Linked DNA regions of Mus musculus: all the other regions are linked to region 1. A link is a contact called in public Hi-C, HiChIP or PLAC-seq and promoter capture Hi-C data. All regions are on one chromosome and are shown on one strand. The core of a region is the stretch at or near the end of the contact, and the rest is flanking DNA. Distances in the headings are between cores, read along the strand shown.

The links. A called contact is a pair of places that touch in the nucleus more often than the background predicts. HiChIP or PLAC-seq counts read pairs in DNA pulled down with a chosen protein or histone mark. Capture Hi-C pulls out chosen DNA fragments and counts their contacts.
Region 2: a contact with region 1 is called in a Hi-C map of memory CD8 T cells, with 6 times the contacts expected there. The contact joins the promoter of Cdk5 here to the promoter of Prkag2os1 in region 1. A contact is called at or near these places in 8 of 484 Hi-C or Micro-C datasets (CD4 T cells, CD8 T cells, double positive thymocytes and 3 more), 2 of 115 datasets of contacts at active chromatin or transcription factors (memory CD8 T cells and regulatory T cells) and 3 of 9 other capture datasets (adipose tissue, liver and pancreatic islet).
Region 3: a FOXA1 HiChIP or PLAC-seq map of pancreatic cancer cells shows a contact between it and region 1. The contact joins the promoter of Atg9b here to the promoter of Prkag2os1 in region 1. A contact is called at or near these places in 1 of 39 promoter capture datasets (liver), 2 of 484 Hi-C or Micro-C datasets (CD4 T cells and embryonic stem cells), 3 of 115 datasets of contacts at active chromatin or transcription factors (embryonic stem cells, memory CD8 T cells and pancreatic cancer cells) and 2 of 9 other capture datasets (adipose tissue and liver).
Region 4: a promoter capture Hi-C map of liver shows a contact between it and region 1, with 2.9 times the contacts expected there. The contact joins the promoter of Agap3 here to the promoter of Prkag2os1 in region 1. A contact is called at or near these places in 2 of 39 promoter capture datasets (cranial neural crest and pre-B cells), 4 of 484 Hi-C or Micro-C datasets (CD8 T cells, centroblasts, embryonic stem cells and 1 more), 1 of 115 datasets of contacts at active chromatin or transcription factors (memory CD8 T cells) and 1 of 9 other capture datasets (liver).

Annotation. Positions count from the first base shown.
Region 1 is chr5:24,901,227-24,904,134 of GRCm38.p6, forward strand. It overlaps Prkag2os1 (protein kinase, AMP-activated, gamma 2 non-catalytic subunit, opposite strand 1), which reads left to right and starts at 1,343. Exons shown (of 7, transcript NR_040684.1): 1 at 1,343-1,612; 2 at 1,939-2,059. All of the region lies in intron 5 of Prkag2 (protein kinase, AMP-activated, gamma 2 non-catalytic subunit), which reads right to left.
Region 2 is chr5:24,422,283-24,425,247 of GRCm38.p6, forward strand. It overlaps Cdk5 (cyclin-dependent kinase 5), which reads right to left and starts at 1,282. Exons shown (of 12, transcript NM_007668.4): 1 at 1,167-1,282; 2 at 516-604; 3 at 366-433; 4 at 216-276; 5 at 50-106. The coding sequence starts at 1,203. It overlaps Slc4a2 (solute carrier family 4 (anion exchanger), member 2), which reads left to right and starts at 2,950. Exons shown (of 23, transcript NM_009207.3): 1 at 2,950-2,965.
Region 3 is chr5:24,390,701-24,393,400 of GRCm38.p6, forward strand. It overlaps Atg9b (autophagy related 9B), which reads right to left and starts at 1,443. Exons shown (of 14, transcript NM_001002897.3): 1 at 670-1,443; 2 at 504-547; 3 at 317-381. The coding sequence starts at 1,216.
Region 4 is chr5:24,450,863-24,453,776 of GRCm38.p6, forward strand. It overlaps Agap3 (ArfGAP with GTPase domain, ankyrin repeat and PH domain 3), which reads left to right and starts at 1,315. Exons shown (of 18, transcript NM_139153.2): 1 at 1,315-1,672. The coding sequence starts at 1,345.

The DNA.
Region 1 (2,908 bases), core at 93-2,592:
CAGATAGAGCCACAGGAACATTTGGTTTCTTCCATTCAGTTAGGAAGGATGACTGCATGGAGCTGTGAGTCACGCCATGTTACACTGGCTGCAAAGGGAAGAGAAAGAACCACAGAGGGTATCTACAACCAGCTATGGTGGGGAACCCACCAGGGACCAAGCCACCTCTCCAGCCATGCCTTAGAGATTAAGGATGAGCGTTGAGAAGAGGGCACGGGGCAACTCTGTGGACTCCAGGTTAAGATGGGGACGAGGGTTGACTGCTGGCCACTGGATTTGGGGAAGATAAGTTTGTGCTAACCTTGGCAAGTTTGGATGCAGGGCAGAATTGGAGTAAAGAATAAAGAGGAGACCATGGTAATCTTCTGAAAGGAAGATGACCTCACATTGGCCTCCAACATGGGCTTGACTCTAGGGGAGTCTCTGGAATGTTATATGCCATCTTAAAGAGGGCACTTCACCTCTTCCCCCCCTCCCCCCACCCCCGTGACAGGGTTTCTCTGTGTATCTTTGGCAGTCCTGGAACTCACTCTGTAGACCAGGTTGGCCTTGAACTCAGAAATCCACCTGCCTCTGCCTCCCAAGTGCTGGGATTAAAGGCACCACTGCCAGGCTCACCTCTTCTCTTCTGACTTTGCTCTTCTATGACCCAGGGTGTGTGTGTGTAATGCTTTGTGCCTTAGGGTTATCTGAGACTCAGCATAGTTCCACAGTATATGCTAGTAGTCATCAAAAGATCTAGGAGAAGAGAACATTAAAAATGCTTTTCCAATTTTTCCAGTGCTGCTGGACAATCAACACCGTTCCTGTTTACACCTGACAGGTGAAGCTGGAAGCCACAAAGGTCAGAGACAGGCCCAGGACTCTGGCGAGTGGGATGGAGTTCCATTTGGATAGTGATGGGGCCTGGACCCTGGTGGGGTGCCTATAAAGTAGAAAGACAGTCTTCTGGAGGGAAGTTCACGAGTCCCTAGCAGAGTGATGGGAGGTGTTACCTTGGTTCCTAATGACTTTCTACTTGGTTCCATGCACTTGCCAAGGCTGGTGATATGTTCCACTTCTTGCTATCCAACCACTCTATGCACTTTCCTGTTTGTTTAAACCAGTCAGGTATTTTTTTTTTTTTTTCCTTTTAGGTAACACGACCTTTTCCTGTCTGTCTTAGCCTGATTTTGCTTCTTGGACAAAATACACAGCTATTTACTTGGCTCATGATTTTGGTAGCGGGAAGACCTAAGGAGCATAGCGTTTATGTGTGCTGAGTGTCCTACTGGCTGTGTCATAATGGGGGGTGGGGGGGGAGCATCACACAGCAGCCGGTACAAGAGGGTGTGGCTCTATGGACAGAGAAGAAGCCAGACAGCGGGGAGGCTGGCTTCATCCTTTCCAGGATGCCTAGGAAGAACCAATCAATACCTGGGAGACGATACATCTCCTTTCCACGTTACACGGGGACTAAAATTTCATTCCAGAAACTTCTGGGGTGCAGACACCTTCCAAAGCACAGTCCACAGGACAACTCCTGTACCTTCTTAAGCCTAGGACACCGTTAGGATATGTTTGAACCTGACTTTGGATATACTAAAACATGTGGCAATATGTTAAATACAGGGTAAGCTAGGCAGGAAGTTTTCTACTACAGATATTTCATACAATCTTAATTATTCTTGTGGTCAAGAATCAATTTATCCCTGGCCTATAAACTCAGCCAGAGAAGGTCAGAGTTCAGAGAGCACAGACAGACCTTCTGAACCTGTCACTTTGACATGTCTACCACCAGAGGTCAGCACCCCTCATGTCACAGCCAACAAACCGGCAGGCTGACTCTGCAGAGGCTCACTTTTAAAAGCCCCGAGATTCTAGGGAGAAGGAAAGGCTTCATAGGCTCTCAGTGCCTCCCTGGATTCTCCATCCTCATGAAAATTTAATACCACATAGAAACTGTGCACCTGTTCATGTATGGTGACGCCACGGAGGGCCAGACTGCTGCAGTGCCCAAGGTGTGCCATCTCCACAGAGAACCCATCTTCACTCCCTTTAGGCAATTCCCTCCCACCAGGTAAGAATAGTGGGCACAGTTTTTTGTTTGTTTTCTTTCCCCCTTTTTTTTTTTTTTTTTTTTTTTTTTTTTTTTTTTTTTTGGTACACTGGTTATTGGATGCTCTGGAGTCTGACTTCCAAGGAGGAATGGAAAGCAAGCAAGTGGTTACCAAGCGCCAGGCCTGTGTTTGGCAGATACAACCCATAGTGATAGCAATACTAAAACAAAGCTTCAGGAGCTCTGTGGATTGATTACCCAAGGAAAGGCAGCCAAGTCTTCACACGCCAGGGCCTGAGCTCCGAGATGTTTTACTTTCCCAGAGTGGTCCCTGCTCGCTCTGGTGCTCGCGATTTCTCTCTCACACGCTCTGTGTGTGTGTGTGCGCGCGCGCACATTCATGTAAGCATGCATGTTTGGGTGCATGTATGGGTAAGGGCCAGAGGTGGCTACTGGATGTCTTTTTCCATTGCTCTCCACCTTAGTTTTTGAGATAGGCTCTTACAGTGAATCTTGGCAATTCATCTCGTCTGGTTGGCCAGTAAGCTCCAGAGATCTGCCTGTCTACGCTTCCCCAGTGTGCAGGGATTACAAACCTATATTACCATGATTATATATTACCAGATTTTTATATGTGGGTGCTGGGGATTGAGTTTAGATCTGCATTTTTTGCTGTCTAGTTTTTTGTTTTGTTTTTTGTTTTTTTTTTTTTTTTTTTTTTTTTGGCTACCTGACACCAGCTGGAGTTACCTGGGAAGAGGGAACCTAAATTGAGAAAATACCTCTATCATACTGGCCTTTAGGCAAGTCTGTGGGGGTATTTTCTCAGTTAGTGATAAATGTGGGAGGGCCAGCCTGCTGTGGGTGGAG
Region 2 (2,965 bases), core at 32-2,531, 480 kb before region 1:
ATATAGGCATACCCAGGTGCCACAAATCCCTAGACATCTTTCCTCTCACCTTCACAATCTCAGGGTCCAGGTCACCATTGCAGCTGTCGAAATATTTCTTCAGGTCCTAAATAGAGGTTGCAGTGAGGAGAAGAGGACCGAGTTCAACCTTAGTCTGGACTCCTATACCCTCCCATGATAAATATGCCCCGCCCCCCCCCAAGCCCCTCTTTCACCTGATCACAGAACTCAAAAACCAGTGTCAGCTTCTTGTCACTATGCAGGACATCATGAAGCCTAGGGAAAATGAAAGGCTTAGCCACATCTCCAAGTTGGCCTCTAACATCCCAATACCAGCCCAGTCTAATAAGGAGGTTCTATCCTACCTGACAATGTTTTTGTGCTTCAGTTCTTTGAGTAGACAGATCTCCCGGAGGGCTGAACTTGGCACACCCTACAACATGCAAGGGGGTAATAGTTACACGAAACCCAAGACAGACTTTAGACCCCCCCTCCCTCCCAGGCCCTAGGCCTACCTCATCGTCATCATCCAGCCTGACACGCTTCAGAGCCACAATCTCATGAGTTTCCCGGTTTTTAGCCTTGAACACAGTTCCATAGGTGCCTAGAGGAAGGTTGGGGGTGAGGGAGAGGATCCTTCTCAATATCTTAGTGTGTAAGGGTAAGTTCTCAGGGCAAAGGCCAGATGTGGAGTAGTTTTGTGAGTGAGGATGCCAAGGAGAAGGTGCCTAAAATAACTCAAGGCTTCAGCTGCAGGGAGAATCTGCCATAAACTCCCGGGTCGGGGGTAGGGTCGGGGGGTATCGAGGAGTCACCTAGGGGAGGAACGAAGGCCTGCAAAAATGTTAAGGTTGGAGGTTCTGCAATGAATTGAAGCAGGAATCCCAGGTGAGGTTTGCAAGTGATGCTGGGGCTAGGGACGAGAAATGCAGGAAGTGCCGCGGTTAGGAAGGCTGGTCCACAGAGATTGCTAAGGCTAAGAGCAAGAGTTTGCCGCAGATGCTAACACAGGGTTCGTTTCTGCACTGGGTGAGGGACTCAGCGGCCAGGGCTTTTGGCTAGTGCTGAGGTCGGAGCCTGCCGGTATAGCTGACGGTAAGGGAGCTGGGACTGCAAGTAGGGTCTTCAGAAAAAGACCTTGCAGGAACATCTCGTGGTTCCATTACCTTCCCCAATCTTCTCCAGTTTCTCGTATTTCTGCATTGCAGCGGCCGCGGGGACCCCTGCGGGCCCTCGGTTCTAAGACTCCCGGCCCTGGCGTTGCAGAGGAGGTGGTACTCACAGCTCCAGCCCCGCCCACCTGCTCACCACGCACTGGCATCTGGGACTTGTAGTCCCGGGGAAGCCATAGTTCCCAAGAATGCCTGTGGCGGAGGACACGCGGACTACAAAGTCCAACAGGCTGCGCTCGGGCTCTCTGCAGCGATCAACTCCAGGGACTCGTTTCCATCGCGGAGGCAAACCTTAAACTTCAACTCCCAGGAAGCATCGCGTGTCGGGCGTCTCCGCCAAGGCGCGGAGGCTCCCAGTGTGCCCCGCTCTTGTTATTATTCCTTTTCTGTGCTCACAGCCTTCCAGAAAAGGGCCTCTCCGGGACTACGCGTTCCAGAATACAGTGAGGGTGGGGGTGGGGTGCTCTCTGCTTGAAGTTTGCGTTTGACGGCCTAGATCCCGAGCGCTGTTGGCCCGGCTCTGACCTGGTTGGGTGTTTTGAGTCACCAGCGACCTCCTGACAGCTTCAGCACTAGTTTTCACCTCTCCTAGGCCACCTGGTGACCCCAGGACTGATTGGGGAATGATTCTGAGCGATGTCTTACTGCTGATGACCTCACAGGGACCAGCTGACCACAGGGCTGGGCAGCGAGACAGGTGTGCCCCGTTAGAGTCTGGATTTGAGTGGAAGGACACACGCCAGAGTCCCCTCTTTCTGCTGGGCCCATTTTATCGTCTCGAAACCCACCGGACTCCAGCGGCTCCACTTTGACATGCCGAGGCCAGCTGACTGGAGCCTGGGTGTCCCCCAGATCCCAGTCTTCAGAGCAGGCCCACTGGAGTCAGCCAGGGTGTGGCCCACGAAGACTGGCAGGTCAGTTACTTCCCTCAACAGACAAGACCACAGACAGTTGCTACACTTGGAGCAAGCAGCCTTTACCTCATCCTATAAAGGAGTTGATTATAGATTTTCTTGCACTACTCTCTAATTGTCTCATGATTGCATTCTTGAGGGCTGTGAACCGGGCGAAAATGGCCCCAAACAGCATTCCTCAGCGCGGAACCAGAGTAGGCGCTAACCGTTTGTCAATTAACTCACTTAAATCTGAGTGCTTTTGCATAAACAATATTGTGATTTACCCACGTGGCAGACTGAAGACGCATAAAGTGTATTCTTTATCTGAAATAATTGATAACTTAGTTGAGAAAACATGATGACACGCAAGGGTCTTTCAAATAGAGGTGTCAGCTATGAATAGGTTTCCATTTAGCCCGGAGGTAGTTCTAGCGAAAGGGAGGAATCTTCAACAAGTTGTCTTGTTTTCCATCAGTTCAGGGTCTTGGCCACCCAACCCCACCCACTCATTACTCCACATTCGCCTGCCACCCGTTCTCTCAAGCAGACACCGGGGCTTTCTTGGTGTTTCAGTGGTGTTATTTGGGCGGGGGCTCTGCAGAACCTTAACGTCAAAAAATCTGTAGTTCGACTCCCTGCATCTCAATTTCCTGGCCTACTCCACGCCCTCGATCCCCAACGTAAAGCTGGCTTCTTTCCTCACAGAGGTGGCTCACTAAAGCTAAGAGAAGGCGAGCCCGGAGCTTCGCCGCGGGTGGCGGGGGGGGGGGAACAGCCGGAAGGCCGCGCCGGCGGTGTCGGCGGTGTCGGGCTGTGCCTGGGAGCGCGCCCCCGCCGCGGAGGCTCAGCGTCCGCTTTCCGCCTCTCAGCTAGCCGCGCCGGGGGCGCGCACGGCGC
Region 3 (2,700 bases), core at 193-2,692, 510 kb before region 1:
CAGGCTGCAGCTCTATTTGGCCCCCTGGCCCTTCAGAGCCCCAACCAAGCCTAAAACTGAAAAGAAGAGCTGGGGCATAGCTCAGTTGACAGAGTCTGCCTAGCATATAAAGCCCCGGATTTCATCTCCGGCACCACGTAAACTGGGTACAGTACTGTGCCTGTAATTCTAGCACATAGGAAGTGGAGGCAGGAGGGACAGGAATTCAAGTCTAGCCTAGGATACATGAGACCCTGGGTCAAAAAATCAATAAAGTAGAATAAATACTAAAATCAAGAAGAAAGAGCAGAGCTTAGGGATAGGACTGGCTTCTCACCCCAGCTGGAAGACATCCTCCAGCAGGATACAGGCAAAGCCATTCCGCTGATGATAGCTGTAGATGTGGCAAGTTTGTCAAGAAATTTGCCTAAGCCTACGGACTCTTCCCGTAGAAACTTCCCCCACTCTTCCCTGCTCCACAGTCCCCCCACCATGCCCCTCTGCATGCTGGGCACAAAGGATATCTTGGTGAAAAAACTGTCCAGGTTCTGGATGTGATGCCAGGAACCTGGGCACAGAGAAACAGTGTCAAGACTTGGCATTGTCCCATTTGTGATTAATTTCTCTATCAAACCCAAACCTGCCTCGACCCCCTAACCCACCCAACCTTCCATATACCCACACACTCACCGCGGAGTCCTTCGGGTACATGAAGCAAGGGTTGGTGGTCCTCCCCATGGATAGGGGAGTCTTGAGACCCCTCAGGGTCACAGTCCTCTAGCCGTTCATAGTCCTGCTCAGGGATCAGAGGGCCCATCCGCAGCCCAGGATGGTCCTGGGGGCGCGGGCAGGAGGGAGGGGGAGTGGCCGAGGCCAGGGGTGGGGTGGAGTGGGACCCCCACGAGGGGGAAGCAGAGGTGTGTATCATTGTGGGATGGGCCTGCGTTGAGGGTGTGGTCGGGGTGGGTAAGACATTGTGTGGAGTCTGAGAAGCCCCTGCCTCCTGAATCACCAGGCAGGGAGACCCTGAGGCCGGAGGGAACACTGAAGAGGAGCAGCTTCTTGTGCGAGGGGCAGGGGACAGAGAGAAGACAGAGATCCTCCTTCCCCCAGTTCCCCGGCATGGAGAAGCAGGCAGTGGCAGTGCCATAGGGAGCAGAGGCACTGAGCTGGGCCCCAAGTCTCCCCACCGCCCCCGTTGCCTCCTGCTCCCCCCCCACCCCGTTCGTCTCACCATCAGGCCGCAGCTTCTCTTGAGAGGTTGAAGGGACTGGACTGCTGTTGTTTCCACAGAGGTCAGTGAAGCTGAGCGGAGACTTCAACAAGGAGCAGGACAACAACAGCACTAGGTGACTCAGGCTGGGCAGGCCTCAGGCATGCCAACCCTCAGCCACCTGTGTGATCACTCACACTCCTTGCAAGGCAACCTGGGGCCCAAGCCCCATGCCTGGGACGGACACCAGTTTAGGAGGCAGGGGCTCAAGAGCTATTGGGATTAGAAGAGACACCTATGATCTCTGCTTTCAGTCCTCAAGGGCACAAGTGGCAAAGACAGGGCAGCTGCAACAAAAATAATATGCACAGAGAGCAAAATCCTATCAGAGGGCTCTAGCATGTGCAGACAAAATAGTGAAGCTCTCGTTCCTACAATTGCACTCCCATCCCTTCACACCTGTGGGCACCAGTCAGTAGAGAATGATTTAAGGCCACATGCCCAAACAGGAGGTGCATTCAGATTTCCCAGCACTTAGGAGGAGACAGAGTAGCGGGATCAGGAGACTGAAGCTGTTCTGGGCAACATCTGACCCTATCTTAAAAAAAAAAAAAAAAAAAAAAAGCTGTATATTTTCTTTCTCTGAATGAAAGAGGGCAGACTTTGTGGTTAGCCAGGAGAAAACAAGGAGTAAAAGGAAGGAGTGCTAGCCATCCTAGATTGGAGCTTAAGGAAAAAAGGCTGGTTCCTTGAGAGTTCCACTGTATCTTCCTTATCCTCTTGAACCCTGATGTACTCTCCTCCAGTCCTGACCTGGTGTCGGGGCCTCCTGAGACACGTCAGCGCAGGAAGGCAGGGGCCTTGAGAGGATAATTTGGGTGTGTGGGGATGGACTGGCTCAGTTGAGTTCTTTGTTGTTGCCTCACCCGGGAGGAGGAGGCCCAGGTGGCTGGTCTGATGGCTTGCCCAACGCCATTCCCAAGGCCATGAGTCACCAACTGCCCTACTGAAGCCCATGCCTGAGATATTGACTTATGGAGCAGGTGTCAGGGCCTCCAGCGATCAAGCCAGTATCTCAGAGGCGGAGAGGAAAACTGTGCTTCCTAGAGCATTTCCTGGAGGAGCGTGGAGGACATCCATGGAACATCCCACAGGTTTATCCCAGACTGCCTGATTTTCTTATATAACAAGAGTTCATGACTCCCATACTTTTGTGTCTAGGTAAGGTGCAAAGCTATGCTTTGTGGCAAAATGGAATCCCAAGGAAGTGGGCGTGGGGGGGTACCCCGGTGGCAGGAAATTCCCATGATCTTTCTGAGACCTCTAGAGAGAGAGAGGTTAAGTGTGGCTTTAGCTGGTACCTCCCTCTGACATTACTCACATATAGTATATACTTGCTTAAGACTACCTCTACACACATCCTTATCTCCTCAGCCCCAAACTCAAGCAAATTCTGGCTCATTGCTCTGTCTAGTTTCACTCTGCTCATTCCAGAGCATGACTTTGCG
Region 4 (2,914 bases), core at 65-2,564, 450 kb before region 1:
TGGCTTTGAACTCCCTATTAAGCTCAGGCTGTCCTTGAACTAATCCTCCTACTGTATGGCCCCTGTGCTGGGCTAACGTGTACATCATGATACCTGGCATCCTCTAGCAGATTTATTCCACAGGGTCATTCCCTTGCACATGCCACCTCCAGGTTTGAGGATCTGTGTTGGGGATGTGGGTTAACACAGCTGAAGACAACTTTGATAATGGGAATACAGAAGAACTGGGACACTGAAGGGTGATCTCTGGCCCTAGGAAGGCATAGGATAGACAGGGTCTATCAAGAAAAGACAAGGTCTGTCAAGAAAAATTATGAGACCCATGTGGGTTCTGCTGAGTTTCTGTAATGAACCAATGGGCCCTTTTCAGTATGGCAGGGAGGGTCTTTTGGGAGAGGGCTGTCACTGGGAGATAAGAATTGGGACGCTGTTGTTTCAAGCTTGCAGGGTCTCTTGAGTGAAACTCTCAGAGAGAACTGGACATAGGAACGGGGAGCCCGTCCCAGTCTCTCAGGTGCAGTCGACAGTGGAGACTGGGGGCCCGGGGGCCGGGGTCGGGGGCAGAGAGCCAGGGAAGAGAACCCTGGCAAGATCCCTAGGGCTGACCTCGAGGCCTGGAGACAGAGGAGCTGCTGCAGCACTAAAAGAAAGAGGGTGGCGCCCCTGGGCGAGCTTCTCCGCCAATCAGTCCCACTTATCAGCACCCTCAGGCACAGAGAACAGTTCTGAGTAGCCCAAGGATTCCACACGGGCCTAGAGCGACGTAGAGAGGTAGCAATGACAGCTGGCCGGACGTGGGGACAGCGTGATCGTGTCCCCAGGCGGGAGGCCCTCGAGGCTTCTGTCTAGCTTTGGGGCGGGTTAGCGGGCGGAAGGGCCTACGCGGGTGGGTGGGGCCGCGCGTCGCGGCCAGCACGCGGTTCTTGGGGGTGGAGGCTAAGGCGCTTGCGAGAGAGGAGGGGCGGGGGCGCAGGGCGACGCTGGAGGGGCGGGGGCGGCTGGGAGGGGGCTAGGCTGCGTGTGCCGGAGCCGGCGGGGGCGGCGGTGCGTGCGCATGACGCGGGGGGAGGGCCCGGGCCGCGCGCTCCCGGTCCCGTTGTTGTTGCCGCTGGAGGCAGCTCCGAGGCGGCGGGATCTCAGCGCGGGTAAACGCCGGGCGGCGGCCCCAGCGTGCGCGGCCGCGCCTTCTGGCCTCGGCTCCGGGCCTCATGCGCTAGACCGGCGCCGCGCGCTTAGTAGTTAGGGTTCCGCCAGCCCCGCGCGCCTGGTCGCTGCCGCCGCCGCCGCCGCCGCGCCGCCCCAGGCCCTGGCTGGGCCCGCTTCGGGGCCCGCGCCTCCGGAGCCATGAACTTCCAGGCAGGCGGGGGCCAGAGTCCTCAGCAGCAGCAGAGCCTGGCGGCTCCGGGGACCGGCGGCGGCGGCGGCGGCGGCGCGGGGGGCGGCGGGCAGTTCGGCGGCGCGGGGCCCGGAGCCGGGGGTGGCGGCCCCTCGCAGCAGCTGGCTGGCGGCCCCCCCCAGCAGTTCGCGCTCTCCAACTCGGCCGCTATCCGAGCCGAGATCCAACGCTTCGAGTCGGTACACCCCAACATCTACGCCATCTACGACCTGATCGAGCGAATCGAGGATTTGGCGCTGCAGAACCAGATCCGGGAGCACGTCATCTCCATCGAGGGTGAGCGGAGCCGGGGGCCTGCGGGAGCTGAGACGCGGTGGCCTTTGCAGCGCTGGCCGGTGGCGGGTGGGGGGCGAGGGTCCTTCACGGCCTCGGCCCTGCCCCTTTCTGGCGCTCAGGGGTCTTATGGAGCTGAGGTTCACGGTTTGCTAACCCCCACTGCAGAACCCTAGTCCAGGTTTTTCCATGTCTCATACAGGAACACTTTTTTTTAGGGGCGGTGGGCTCGGTCCAGTGTCAGTGGACACGTTTTTTGTTTTTTGTTTTTTTTCCTCCGTGACCTGGGATGTGAAGATGGTTGTCGCTCCAAGGACTGATGCGCTGAGTCGCCAAAGACCGGGAGGGCCTGGGGCCACATCTGGCTAGGCACGGTCAGGCTCGCTGGGTGCGACGGAAGACCTTGGTGGGTCGTGAAGGTGGGGCTAATGCCTGAGAGTAATCTTAGCAGCTGCCCTGGCCCAGCCGGGCTGTAGGGGTGGAGGATCAGAGAGAGCTTTGGGTTAGTGGATGGCAGCCTTCCTGGGCCTCTCCTGCAGGCTTTGGAGGGTGGCGCTCCCCGCGGCGCCCTCTCCCGACGCACACCCACCCCCACGCTTCTGCGGTCGGGCGGGCGCGGGCCTGGCCTGGGTGCAGGACTGGGGAGCTGTGGCCGCGTGGGAGACTCTGGATGAACCCTCTGCGCTTGCCAGTCCCTTCTAACCCCCAGGCATCCATGTGGATGTCAGGATGCTGACTGACCTCCAGGGAGGTCGGGCCTGGATGTAGGGGGACTGTAAACCTCAGGCCATGCACTGCTCCTACTAATGTTCCTTTCTGTGGGCACATGGGCCTGAACCCTGGCAACTGAAAGGCACGTTAATTGGGGGGCACACTGCTGGCAAGAAGCCCCACAACCTTTGGTGTAGTGGAGGCTGGCTGGCAGTAGCAACAGGCACCCCAGTGGCAGTGTTGACCTTCTAGCAAGCTTGGACAGATGGGCCTCGCCTTGGTCCATCTGCTTCTTTTTCCAACTCTGCTTGAAGGGGGACGCCCACCAGCAGGTGGTGGGTTCCGCCTTAGTGGCAATGCAGGGAGCAAGGCTAGTTGCTGCTGACTTGGAATTAGGAAGGGCATGTCCACTACTTGGGTCCTTCAATTTAGATCCTGCTCCCATCTAGTGTGAGGCTTTGGAGCCATCTGTACTTGAACAGGCCTGTTTTGCTTTTTTGAGGTACCCATTGCTGATGAGTCTCTGATCTTTTG